Regions from separate parts of the Oryctolagus cuniculus genome. Here region 2 is linked to region 1. A link is a contact called in public Micro-C data. All regions are on one chromosome and are shown on one strand. Each heading gives the region's core, a stretch centred on a gene start, on an enhancer-like site or on the middle of the called end of the contact. The rest is flanking DNA. Distances are from core to core; before and after follow the strand shown.

The links. A called contact is a pair of places that touch in the nucleus more often than the background predicts.
Region 2: a contact with region 1 is called in a Micro-C map of ear pinna, with 4 times the contacts expected there. The contact joins the promoter of SPRYD4 here to the promoter of COQ10A in region 1. A contact is called at or near these places in 2 of 6 Hi-C or Micro-C datasets (ear pinna and an unstated tissue).

What each region holds. Positions count from the first base shown.
Region 1 is chr11:59,075,550-59,081,440 of mOryCun1.1, reverse strand. COQ10A (coenzyme Q10A) reads right to left here and starts at 3,516. Exons shown (of 5, transcript XM_008256656.4): 1 at 3,197-3,516; 2 at 2,568-2,696; 3 at 1,650-1,842; 4 at 1,345-1,446; 5 at 304-1,067. The coding sequence starts at 3,315. The coding sequence ends at 900. It overlaps LOC138844363 (a long non-coding RNA gene), which reads left to right and starts at 3,592. Exons shown (of 2, transcript XR_011380099.1): 1 at 3,592-3,734.
Region 2 is chr11:59,240,684-59,246,574 of mOryCun1.1, reverse strand. SPRYD4 (SPRY domain containing 4) reads right to left here and starts at 2,808. Exons shown (of 2, transcript XM_051832836.2): 1 at 2,620-2,808; 2 at 769-2,259. The coding sequence starts at 2,704. The coding sequence ends at 1,721. GLS2 (glutaminase 2) reads left to right here. Exons shown (of 18, transcript XM_051846379.2): 18 at 115-806. The coding sequence ends at 271.

The sequences.
Region 1 (5,891 bases), core at 2,267-4,766:
TTTCTTTGAGGCCTCCAAAACAACAAGAGGTGGGCCTGGGGCATCTGATATATGGGAGGTCTGTGGCCAGATGATTTTGTCCTGCAGCTCCTGCTGCAACTGACCTTCTGAAGAAAAAATCTATAAATAGGCAAAGGGGTGGGTACTAGGTCCTGGCTTGTAGCATGTGCTACTATAGTTAGCAAGGACAGTATGTCCAGGAGCCTTCTTACACCTTTGCTCCCCCAGGGACCAAAGTCGTGACTTTCTTCTGCTCGTCTGTAGGCGCATTGTTCCCCCAAGAGACAATAGAAAAAAGCCAAATCACACTGTCACGATTTATTGAAATTTTATAAAAACTCATGCCAAGTTGAATGATACAACTCAGAGTACAGAGGCAACTCTGTTCAGTGCTTTCCTTTCCTGAGCCTCGTGGCACAAGTGACAACACAGCTCCCCGTCTATTAGCAGGCAGCATGGAAGTGTCCTTAGGGGGAGGCCATCTGGATTCCAAGCTGGAGGCAGGTTGCCTTTTGTCCTGAGAACCTCGGGCAGGGCAAATGCTATCTACCACGTGGTGCCTCTGCCAGAGGAAAGCCTCCATTCACTCGGTGCTCAGAGAAGTTGCTGTCTTCCCTTGGTCACACACCAAGATGCTCTGACAGGGCCCAGAGGCACAACCACACAGTCCTGATTCTAAGGGAGTGAAAAGACTTCGGGAGGAGCTTGTCCCAGGCATGTCTCACCCCTGCCTTTTTCCACCCCAGTATTTCCAACCAGCCTAGAGTCCAATTTCTGGGGATTGAGAGGAGGAACAGTGTTACGGAACAGACCCCTCTCACATTGGAGCAGGAGCCAAACCAAATAAATAAGAGGATGGGGGTGGGGGCAAAGATGAGGCCAGGGAACCATCCTTTGCTTCAAGTCTGGTGCACCTCATGGAACATCAGTTCACGGGGGATGGCTGTTTCTGGACCAAACTTGGTGGCTGCCCGGCGCTCAAAGGCAGCAACATTCTGCTTGACAACCTCATCAAAAAACATGGTGGCCAGCTTTGAGTGCAGCAGAGAACGAAATTCAAAGGAAATCTGGGAATGTGTAAGAGATAGAAACTTTCAGATCATGTTCGATAGTCCCGGACAAATGCAGCGGCCAGCACAGCTCCTCAGCTCCTTTCCCTACTCCCCACAGTTCTTAACTTAGGACTAAGCACAGAACAAGCTGGATACAAACTCAGACCTGTGGGAATGGTCACTGACTTGGGAAATGCTGAGTGCTAATTATACAAAAAGGATAATCTTGTTGGGGTCCCTTAGCTCTGGCCTTCCACCTGTGCTATACAGCTACATGAAAAGTCCAGCTCACCGAAAAGTCCACAGTGCAGGTTCGGGGATAGGCAGGGATACCAGGGCTGAATCGCCAAATAGTCTCCAAGTGGTTGAAGAGCTTGCCGTCAGTGCAGACAGCCTAGAATAGGATGATTAGCTAGTTGGATATTACCAAGTATAGGACACAGTATGAAGGAATTGAAAGTTGCTTTCCTTCCCTTCTGATATTTTATTAGAGAAATATCTGACACACGGGGATAAAGTCTAAAACATCGTCCTTAATTGTGAAAATGCTACAGGACACAGAGAGAAACTTGTTACTCTCTCCTAGACCGACCTCACCTTCACCATGTGTGGTTTGACCATGGAGACGGCAGAGGTGTAGCGTTCAACGACGGGTGGGAAGCCAACCTCCAGCTGGGCCTTCAGATGACCCTTCCGGCTGGACACCACCAGAGACTTCTTACACCAAGGCACAAACTCGCGGTACTCCTGGACATTGGACACCACCTCGTACATCTCCTGCATTGAGTACCTAGTGCAAGGGGAATCAGGCCAAGACACTACCAGCCCAGTCAGGTTCCTCCTTGCCGTGGGTGCCCCCCACCTCACACCTTTGCCCATGAACCATGTAGAGAAGCCCCGAAAGTAGACACTCCAAATCCACCACCAAGTTTATATTACTTTATGTTTTGTGGTTCGCAGAATGCTTTTTGCACTCGATATTTTGATCCTAAGAGGGACCATCTTGGGATGAGTGGTTGTGGATTGGATTGGTGACCACACAAGGATCAGATCCTAGCTCTACACCTTCCTAACACTGTGGCCCTGGGTGAGTTACCCGTGTCTCCATTTTCTTCATCTATAAAGCTGACTCACGGGTTTATTTTAAGGATTAAGTGGGGATATAGGTAAAATGCCTAGCAGCCAGCACCTAGCAAGTGCTCAAAAAGCTATTACATTGTCTCAGGATAGGGATCAGGTCATTAAAGAAATAATACACCCTGTTGTCTTGCACATGTCTGGTAGCGTCTCAACTTCAGTCCCATATGCTTAATTCATAAGCACAGCGACCATGGAGTAGGGGGAAATCAAGGCTGGAAGGCTGCCAAGGGATGATTCAGGGTCAGTAACACAGCTGGCGAGGGACAAGGCGCAGGAGGAGTCCGGCCCATGGCTGGCACCTTTACTTTCTGGCCTGGGACTTGTGTCTGGAGGGGAGAGAAGGTGGAGGGAGGCAGGACACAGGAGGATGCTCACCCCATGATCCTACGCTCGGAGTACGCCTTGCGTTTGTTGGTGAAGGGGGCAGCAAAGCCCATGAAGGAACGACTGGGAGGTAAACCAGCCTCCAACGCCAAGACCTGGGCAGCGCGGGGCCAGAGGAGGCTGCAAGAGATCAGAAACCTAAGGCCGAAAGGAAAGGCAACGTCATGATTTTTTTTTACTTTCCCTCGGTGCTCCTCGGTCCTTTCCAGGTGAAAGGGAGGAGGAGTGCACGCATCCCGGAGGAAGGTCGTTCAGGCAAGCCTTTCCCCTCCAGCACCTGCTGCAGCCCGCTAGGCTCCAGAGCCAGGCGGTCACGAGTGCGAAAGGTCGAGGGCGTCTGAGGACAGCGCCGGGGGTGGGGATAGGGAAAAGCGGATGCGTGCGAAGCTCCGGCTGCCTTTGACTGAGGCTACGCTCCCGCTGAAGGCTCTAGGGCGCTCGGCAAGCACTTCACCCTAGAGCACCCTCTCCGAGGACCTCCTTCGCGCCGAGCCCGCCAAAGCGCTCTGCAAAGCACCCCAGGAGCTGCCGCTGCGCGCCGGCATCCCACGGCGGGATTTGGGGCGGGGGACCAGGCGACCCCCTTCCCTCCGGCGCGGACGCCTGCGCCTCCCTCTCACCTCATTGGTCGCGGCGGTCGCGGGCCCGGGGGCGGGGCCGGGCGGAGCGAGAGGTCGCGGCAGCGCTGGGCCGCGGCGCGCGTCCCGGCCGGGAGCCGCCGCGCGCCCGCGGAGGCCATGCGCGCGTCCCCTAGCCTGGGCCTCAACGCTTGATTCCGGCTGCGCCCTCCTCACTCGCGGGGAGGCACGGCAGGGAGCGGCCGCCGGGCGGGCTCGGGGCCCCCTCGGCGCAGGGCGGGCGCGGGCGGCGGCTGCTGTCGCCCTGCTCCCGCCCGGGCGGCCGGGTCGGCTACAACTGAAGCGGCGACCGCTGCTCCCGCGGCTCCTGGTACCCCCACGTCACGCCGTTGCCATGGCTCGGGCCCCGGAGAGGGAGGAAGGAAGGGGACCACGCTGGCTGTCGGGAGATGTAGTTTCACACCTCCGGCGAGAAAGGGCTCTGGGTTGTGTGCGCGTTTTTCGGACGCTGCAGAAATGGCTCAGGGGCGCGAGGTCGCCAGGGAGAAACCGCTTGGCGAGTGTGTGGTCACAGGACCTGGTACGTAGGCGCAGAAGCGGCTCGTGGGCGTGTCGGCCGCGGCTATCTGCGGATCTCCTGTTCGCCGTTATCAGATTCGGCCTTGTGCACACTTGGAAGCCCTGTCTTGTGTAGCCTCCACGGCCCCTAGCGCTGCGCCTTACGCCTTCGGGAAAGGAAATGAACGTTCCAAGCTCAGGACTAAGGCTTTGCTTAGTTTTCTGATGTTTATAGAAAGAGGTTGGGGTGCTGGGAAGAACCAGAGTTAAGTTTAGGGCAAGATGAAGGGTATAGCACTGTGGTGCTTTCCGTCACCCACGGAGAGGGAAATGCATTTCATGAAAGTGGCCCCGGGAGGAGTAACTGGAAAGCGACTGGATCAGGCGGTTGGGCTGGAGGTTAAGGGGGTGGTTAAAAAAGAGACTGGACCTAGGCCAGAGCAAACGCAATTGAAATTTGCCCGTGTCGGAGGTAGGACATTTTGAGACTAGTGATGCCTGCTGTTGAATTTGGAGATGTTTTGGTTTTGCTGTTTTAGTGCAAGCCCGCCCTCTGCGTTCTCTCTGACTCCTTGCTGGAGCTCTCCGCCTTCGGGAAAGCTGGCTGAGAAGTGCTGTGTGGTGGTGATGGGGAGGAGCAGAGGATAAAGGCTGTGTTGCAATGCCAGCCTAGTTGGCATTGAAGAAAAATGCCCTGCCCAGGGGTGGGCCTGGAAGCCAGTATGGATCCTCCACCTCCCCCTGCTCCCTGAGATTGTCATTAATTTGGGAACTCCTACTGGCTCAGGGTTGATTGGGACTTTGAGCCCATCTTATGTGGATTTCAAGTTAGCAGGAGCCTTCCCTTGAACTCGTGCCTGGCTTACATTTAGCATTTTGTTGGGAAGGTATTTTTATCATGATGCCTGCAGAAACTTCACAGTGAAGTGGTAAAGAACCCAGGTCATGGAGCCAGAGTTGTGGCATAGCAGGTAGACCTGCTGCCTGCAGGGCCAGCATCCCATATGAGTGCCAGTTCGAGTACTGGCTGCTCCACTTCTGATCCACTATGGCCTGGGAAAGCAGTAGAAGATGGTCCAAGTCCTTGGGTCCCTGCACCTACATGGGAGACCCGGAAGGAGCTCCTGGCTCCTGGCTTCAGATCACCCCAGCTCCGACTGTTGCAACCATTTGGGGAGTGAACCAGTGGATGAAAGATCTCTCTCTCTCTCTCTCTCTCTCTGCCTCTCCTTCTCTATGTAACACAGAATTTCAAATAAATAAATAATTCTTTAGAAATAATAATTTTTAAAGATTTATTTATTTGAAAGGTTGAGTGACAGAGGGAGAGAGATTCTTCATCAGCTGGTTCGCATCCCAAATGCCACAAAACCAGGTTTAGGCCAGGCCAAAGCCAGGGAGCTCCATCCAGGTCTCTCATGTGAGTGGTACGGGCCCTAGTATAAAGGCCATCATCTGCTGCCTCCCAGGAGCAGGAAAGCTGAATCAGAAATGGAGGAACTGGGGGGCTGGCATTGTGGTGAGGGGGTGAAACTGCAGCATGTGACGCCGGCATTCCATACTGCAGTTCTGGTTCAAGTTCTGGCTGCTCTGCCTCTGTGACCTGCTCACATGGCCCAAGTACTCGGGTCCTGCAACCCACATGGGAGACCTGGATGGAATTCTTGCTCCCGGCTTTGGCCTGGCCCAGCCTTAGCCAGGCATTTGGGGAGTAAAACAAACATGACAGATCTCTTTCCATCTCTCTTTCTCTGTCACTTTGCCTTTCAAATAAATAATTTCATATAGAGAAGTGGAGAGGCTGGCCTTGTGGCATAGCAGTTAACTTACGATGCCCACATCCCATGTGAACGCTAGTTCTAATCTCAGCTACTCAGCTTCCAGTCCAGCTCCCTGCTAATGCCCCTGGGAAAGCAGTGGAAGATGGTCCAAGTGCTTAAGCTCCTGCACCCACGTTGGGGGCCCAAATGGAGTTTCAGGCTCTTGACTTCAGCTTGGCCTAGCACCAGCCATTGGAACCATTTGGAGAGTGAACCAGTATATGAAAGACCTCTCTCTGTCATTCTGCCTTTTGAATAAATAAATAAATCTCTTTTTTTTTAGTTTTTTTTTCTTTTTTTTCTTTTTTTCTTTTTTTTTTAGTTGACAGGTAGAGTTATAGACAGTGAGAGAGAGAGAG
Region 2 (5,891 bases), core at 1,559-4,058, 170 kb before region 1:
CTGGGAGGGAGAGGAGAGGTGGGGCATGGCTCCACCATTGCCTCAAAGCCACCAGGCTCATGGGAACAGCCGTGGTCTGTGTCTTGACCTGATCATAATCACTTTTCCTCCCAGGTGGGGCAACATTCCTCTGGACGATGCTGTGCAGTTCAACCACCTGGAGGTGGTCAAACTGCTCCAAGATTACCAGGACTCCTACGTACTCTCTGAGACCCAGGCTGAGGCCGAAGCTGAGGCCCTATCCAAAGAAAATTTAGAGAGCATGGTGTGATCCCGGGTCATGGACAGTCCCTGCTTAAGCATGAGCTGGCCACACACTTAACCTATAACCACCAAAAACGCTATGGAGCTACAGTGCTTCAGTGAGCACCAAGAAATTCATTTGGTGACACAGCCCAGTGCTTTCTGTGAGTCACTATACCCAGCCCCTTTGCAGACCTCGAGGACAGAAGAGGGCCTCCGTGGACACCTGCAGTAGAGCCATCCATAGAGACTGTGGGCTTCTTTAAGGCACAGCCTGATGGCTTGGCCCAGTGACAGCCACCCCAGGCCTTCACCTGGGTTCCCTCCTCCTCTCCCTGAAGCAACTATCACGTGAGAAAGAGACACGGTGGAGGGGCTCCAGCTATCAAGCACATGTGTGAGTGAACAGAGTAAGACAAAAGGAGAGCCTGAGCACCTGGCCTTAGGAGTCTGGACAGATGTGGCCCCCTTAGGCAGGACTTGCTGCTGCTACTGTTAACAGCAATTTTATAGACAGAGAACGTATTTTGTGCTCAAATAAAGTTTAATTACACAAACTATAATTTTTGCTAATCCCAGTTTTCTGTTTCTCCCCAGTGGGTATCCAGTTTCATCACCATCATAGAAAGTAGAATGAGAAAGAATCACAGGGTCAGACTGAGCCCAAACAATGCATATTTCATAGACATATTTGCCTACCCCACCAGGTTTCTCAGAACCCCAGACACTGCTTTGGGTTAGCTTGCTCTCCTTCCTCTAGAGGTTCCAAGTAGGGCAGCAATGAATACAGAACTTCTCAAGAAAGTTTCTAACACTAACCCTAGATATCCCCTTTGGTCATATTGATTATGACAGACTGGCTGGTGGTCAGAGGTGTAGGTGAAGATGACCTCCAGGTGAGGACAGCTGTACTGGACTGAGGGTCTGTGGTGCTGAGGTGCTGGGGAAGGAAGGCTCTGTTCCCACCCTGACACACTAAATCAATAAAGCACTTACCAAGGGAGCCAGAGCACTCTGTGCGCTGTAGAGAGAGGGGCAACTCATTGAACGCACCTCCTCCAGCCAGAGGTAGAGATTTGGTAGAGCCCCAAGAACAAACAAGCCACACGAGAGCAAAGGGAAGGAGAGGTATCCCCATGATTAACAAATCCAAACAAAGCTCAAAGATCAGACTCAGGACAGAATACAGTTTGAGAATGGCCTGGGCACAGGTGATGTGGAGAGACTGAAGAAAGAAAGGGAAACACACTCAAGGTGGTCTAGGAAATTGGCAGCTGTTGGTGGGGGGGAAGGGGGGGTGCTGGTGGTATGCCTAGCTTTCACAGGGCAGGGGAGGGAGAAGGATGAGTGAAACTGCACAGGGGACTCCACGCAGGGGTGTGGGAATCAGAGATTGCTTGGGGCAGAGTAAAAAGCCTTCAGACACTTAATAGAACACTGGCCAAGACCATGATTAGCGACTCCAGTGAGGAACATTCTAGAGGCCTTTGGGCACCTCAAGCCCTGAGTGAGTCAGCAGCTCTCCATCCCAAAGAGCAAAGGCAGGCACCACTGGACCCCGGAAGTCTGTCTGCAGCGTGTAGATCACAGAGACCTGGTTCACATCTACCAGGCTCAGCTTCTGCGCCTCATACTCCAGCAGCAGCCCCACTTTCTCTGGCTGCCCGATACCCTCAATCGGAGCTTTCTCATTGGCCAGCATCGTATGCCACTTGCGCTGGGCATAGGAGAACACCCAGGATCGATCATCAGCACCAATGCAGCTATCCCGGGACATGTCCACATCGGCCACTCCTATCCGGAACTGCTGGGAGCGCTTCACCGTCACCTCCCAGTAGTGTCTCCCGCTGGTGACCGCTGTGTCTGCCAGCACCACTGCCCACTCCCGGAAGCGCTCCGTATTCAGGGCCACCTTGCTGGGTTCCAATCCCACCAAGCCATACTTGACACCTGTGTCACCTTTGAAGAGCGCCAGGCTGCTGTGGGCAGTTTTTTCTTCCAGTTTGAAACTGACGCCTGCGGGTAGAGCAAAAAGACTGGATAACGACACGGACTAGACCCTTAGGGCTGGTGATAAATTCCCACGTGAAGCAGGCAGGCAGGCAGGCGATCACTAGCAAGCCGAGAAGAATCGGGACGCCAAACTGGCAGCAGAGGAGGTTGCTTTTAGCATGGGCGGCCCCAGGAGCCAAAAGACTCGAACTGGGTAATTCTCGGGGTCTAAAGAAAACAGATGGCAGCCCCAGTTTGGAACCTCGAGACTAACACAACCGGGAGAGGGGAATTGACCCGGGGTTCGGGCTGTTTCTTGGAGCGTGCTCCCGGAGTGACAGAGAGCCATTTCGGAGGTAAAAGAATAAAAGTTGACAACCCTACCTCTCCGGGCTTCCGCAGCAACACCCCCCAATCGTTTGACTCCCCAGCGGCACCAGCGCAAGGAATGTGCAAAGCGCAGTGCCATCTTGCGCCACGGACGAACGAGGTGAGCCCCCGGCCTGACCCCCAGCCATCTGCAGGCGGGCAGCGCCAGCGCGGGGTGCGCGGCGCCCGCGCGGCTTGATGACGTCAGGCGCCGCCTCCCGGCGCGCGGCGCGCTCTCCGCCGGTCCTGTCAGGTTGCAGCCAATCTTGGGTGTAGTTTACTTACCGTTGTTATTTGCTAGAGGGCCGCTGCTCCAACTAGGACCTCGGGAGGTGGTGTAGCCACGCACTTTAAGAATATAGAATTTAGAGGCGTGTATTTGCCCCGGCGGTTCCGACGCCGCGCGGGACACTTATGCCCGACTCCAGAGTGCCTGTTCAAGTTGTGGCCTTGCTCCGGAAAACGGCTCCTACGGTTGCAGACCCTGGGAGGCAGCGGTGATGGCCCAAGAAGTTGGGTCCCTGCCTGCCACAGAAGGGACTGACTCAAGCCTGGCCAAGCTGCTGCTGCTGTTATTTGGAGAGTGACCCAAAGGATGGGTGTGCCATCATCACTCTCTCTTCAAATATTTTTTAAGGTATAGATTTTAGAATGAAACAATAATTGCTCCACTGTATGACTTTGGGCAAGTCATTTAACTACTGTGAGCCTTCATGCTCTTGTTTGTAAAACAAATGATATACAGCCCTTAGGCCTTAGTAAAAATTAAATGAGAATAATCTAGAATACAGCTAGACGAACAGCAACTACTGGTATAACAGTTGGAATATTAAATGTATACTGTAAATGTCACGTTTATGTTCTGAAAGCTAAGAATAGATGGTTTAATTCAATACAGCATTTGTTTTTTCGCATCTTAGTGTTGTGGTTCAGAGTGGAGCAGTTATGAAGTATGCATTTAACATTTTGATATGCTTGAGGCTCTGAATCCCTGCCTTCTAAAGTTTTCAGTCTACTTCTCAACGTTCTGCTGGTCAGCCCAATGTCAACATCACCCCTTCATCCTCCTACCTTCTAAAAAGAAGATATTTTAGATCTTTAAATGCCTAAAAAATTTAACCCTCAACCCTTTACCCTCCCAGAATTCCATGGACATTGTCTTAGTAGAGGGCCTCAGTTTTTTTTTTTAAAGATTTATTTATTTATTTGAGAGGCAGAGAGAGAGAGAGGCCTTCCATCTGCTGGTTCACTCCCCAGATGGTTGCAACAGCCGGAGCTGGGCAGATCCAAAGGCAGGAGCCTGGAGCTTCTTCCAAGTCTCCCTCGTGGGTGCAGGGGCCCAAGGACTTGGGCCATCCTCCACTGCTTTCCCAGGCACATTAGCAGGGAGATGGATCAGAAGTGGAGCAGCAGAGTCTCCAGCCAGCACCCATATAGGATGCCAGCATTGTAGGCAGTGGCTTTACCAGCTATGCCACAGCACCGGCCCCAGAAAAGATTTTAATTATTTATTTGAAAGGCAGAATGACAGAGGGAGAGAGACAGAGAAAGAGCATCTTCCACCTGTTGATTTACTCCCCAAATAGCTATAGCGGCAGCCTGGCCCAGGCAGGAGCTAAAACTCCATCCAGGTGTCCCATGAAGGTGGCATGGACCCAGGCATTTGGGCCACCCTCTGATGCCTTTCCAGGTTCATTAGCAGGGAACTGCATGGGAAGGGGAGCAGCTGGGACTCAAACCCGTGCCCCATAAATATGGGATACCTGCATCACAATTGGCAGCTTAACTCCCTGTGCCACACACAGGCCCCAAGGGCTGCTCATCTTCCAACCTGGTCTCAGCTTCCATCTGTCTGCGTTTAATCTAGAATCCGTACTACATCTGGATTAATATTTGGAAGCCGCACATCTGATCTTGCCACGCCCCTGCTTAAATGTTTTCAGGTGCTTGCATCACATTCCCTTGCCTGGCCACAAGGCTTTACATGACACGACTGTTAGCAGACACAGGGTTCCATTCGCTTGGGCTGTCGCTAAATAATCCGACTCAAAAGGGACTTGTTCAGAGGAAAATATTTGCTTGTAACAGGAAAACGAGATGGAGAAAGGAATATAGTTCCCTAAAGAAAATACCTCCCCAAGAAGCAATTTGCCAGGGTTTTTATAGCAAGGGTTAAGGGACTGTCCGGGATGAAGGGGGGCAAGGGGATGACCCTTCCTGCTTGCAATACACATCTTTATACATTGCATGTTAACAAAAAAATCTGACTCAGGGGTGGGCATTTGGTGCAGTGGTGAAGCTGCTACTTGGGACTCCTGCAATCCGTATGAGAGTGCCTGGGTTTGGATTTGAGTCTGGCTTCTGGTTTCAGCGTCCTACTAGTATGCATCCTGAGAGGCAGCAGCGATGGCTCAACTAGTTGGGTCCCTTTCACCCACACAGGAAATCTGGATTGAGTTCCTAGTTCCTGGCTCCTGGCTTCAGTTTGGCCCAGACCCAGCAGTTGTGGGCATTTGGGACGTGAACCAGCTGGTGGGAAGATCTCTGCCTCCCTCTCTCTCTCTGCCTTTCAAGTAAATAAAAAATAAAAAATTGACAAAAGGAAACTGAGGGGGCAGCACTGTGGCCTGAAGCGCCGGCATCCCATATAGGCACCAGCTCTAGTCCCGGCTGCTCCTCTTCTGATCCAGCTCTCTGCTATGGCCTGGGCAAGCAGTAGAAGATGGCCCAAGTGCTTGGGCCCCTGCACTCACATGGGAGACCTGGAAGAAGCTCCTGACTCCTGGCTTCGGATCAGCGCAGCTCTGGCCGTTGCGGCCATCTGGGGAGTGAACCAGCGAATGGAAGACCTCTCTCTCTGCTCTACCTCTCTCTGTAGCTCTGTCTTTCAAATAAATAAAATAAATCTATAAAAAAGAAAGAAAGAAAAAAGGAAACAGACTAGTTTCCTGCAGCTTTAACCTTCCTTGTTTGTGGTGATCTGGGTGCAGAGTTGCAAGACAAGCTTTCCTCAGATATCCTTGGAAAAAACTGCTCAGGACACTAAACTTGCAGATGGTGCCCACAATGCAGTGCCCCCTTCCGCCTAAATCCAGTACTCTTGGTTACAACTGCTGCCTCCCATCCTTGTGCATGTTCACAAAATAATTCCTTCTTTCAAGGGCCTATGATCTAATTGGGAGTAGATGAGAATATTGGCTGTTGTAATAATATGCATTAAGTGCTGTAATTGATATGATTTACAGGGCCAAGGAAGCAAATGAGAAGCCTCAGAGTTAGTATATGGG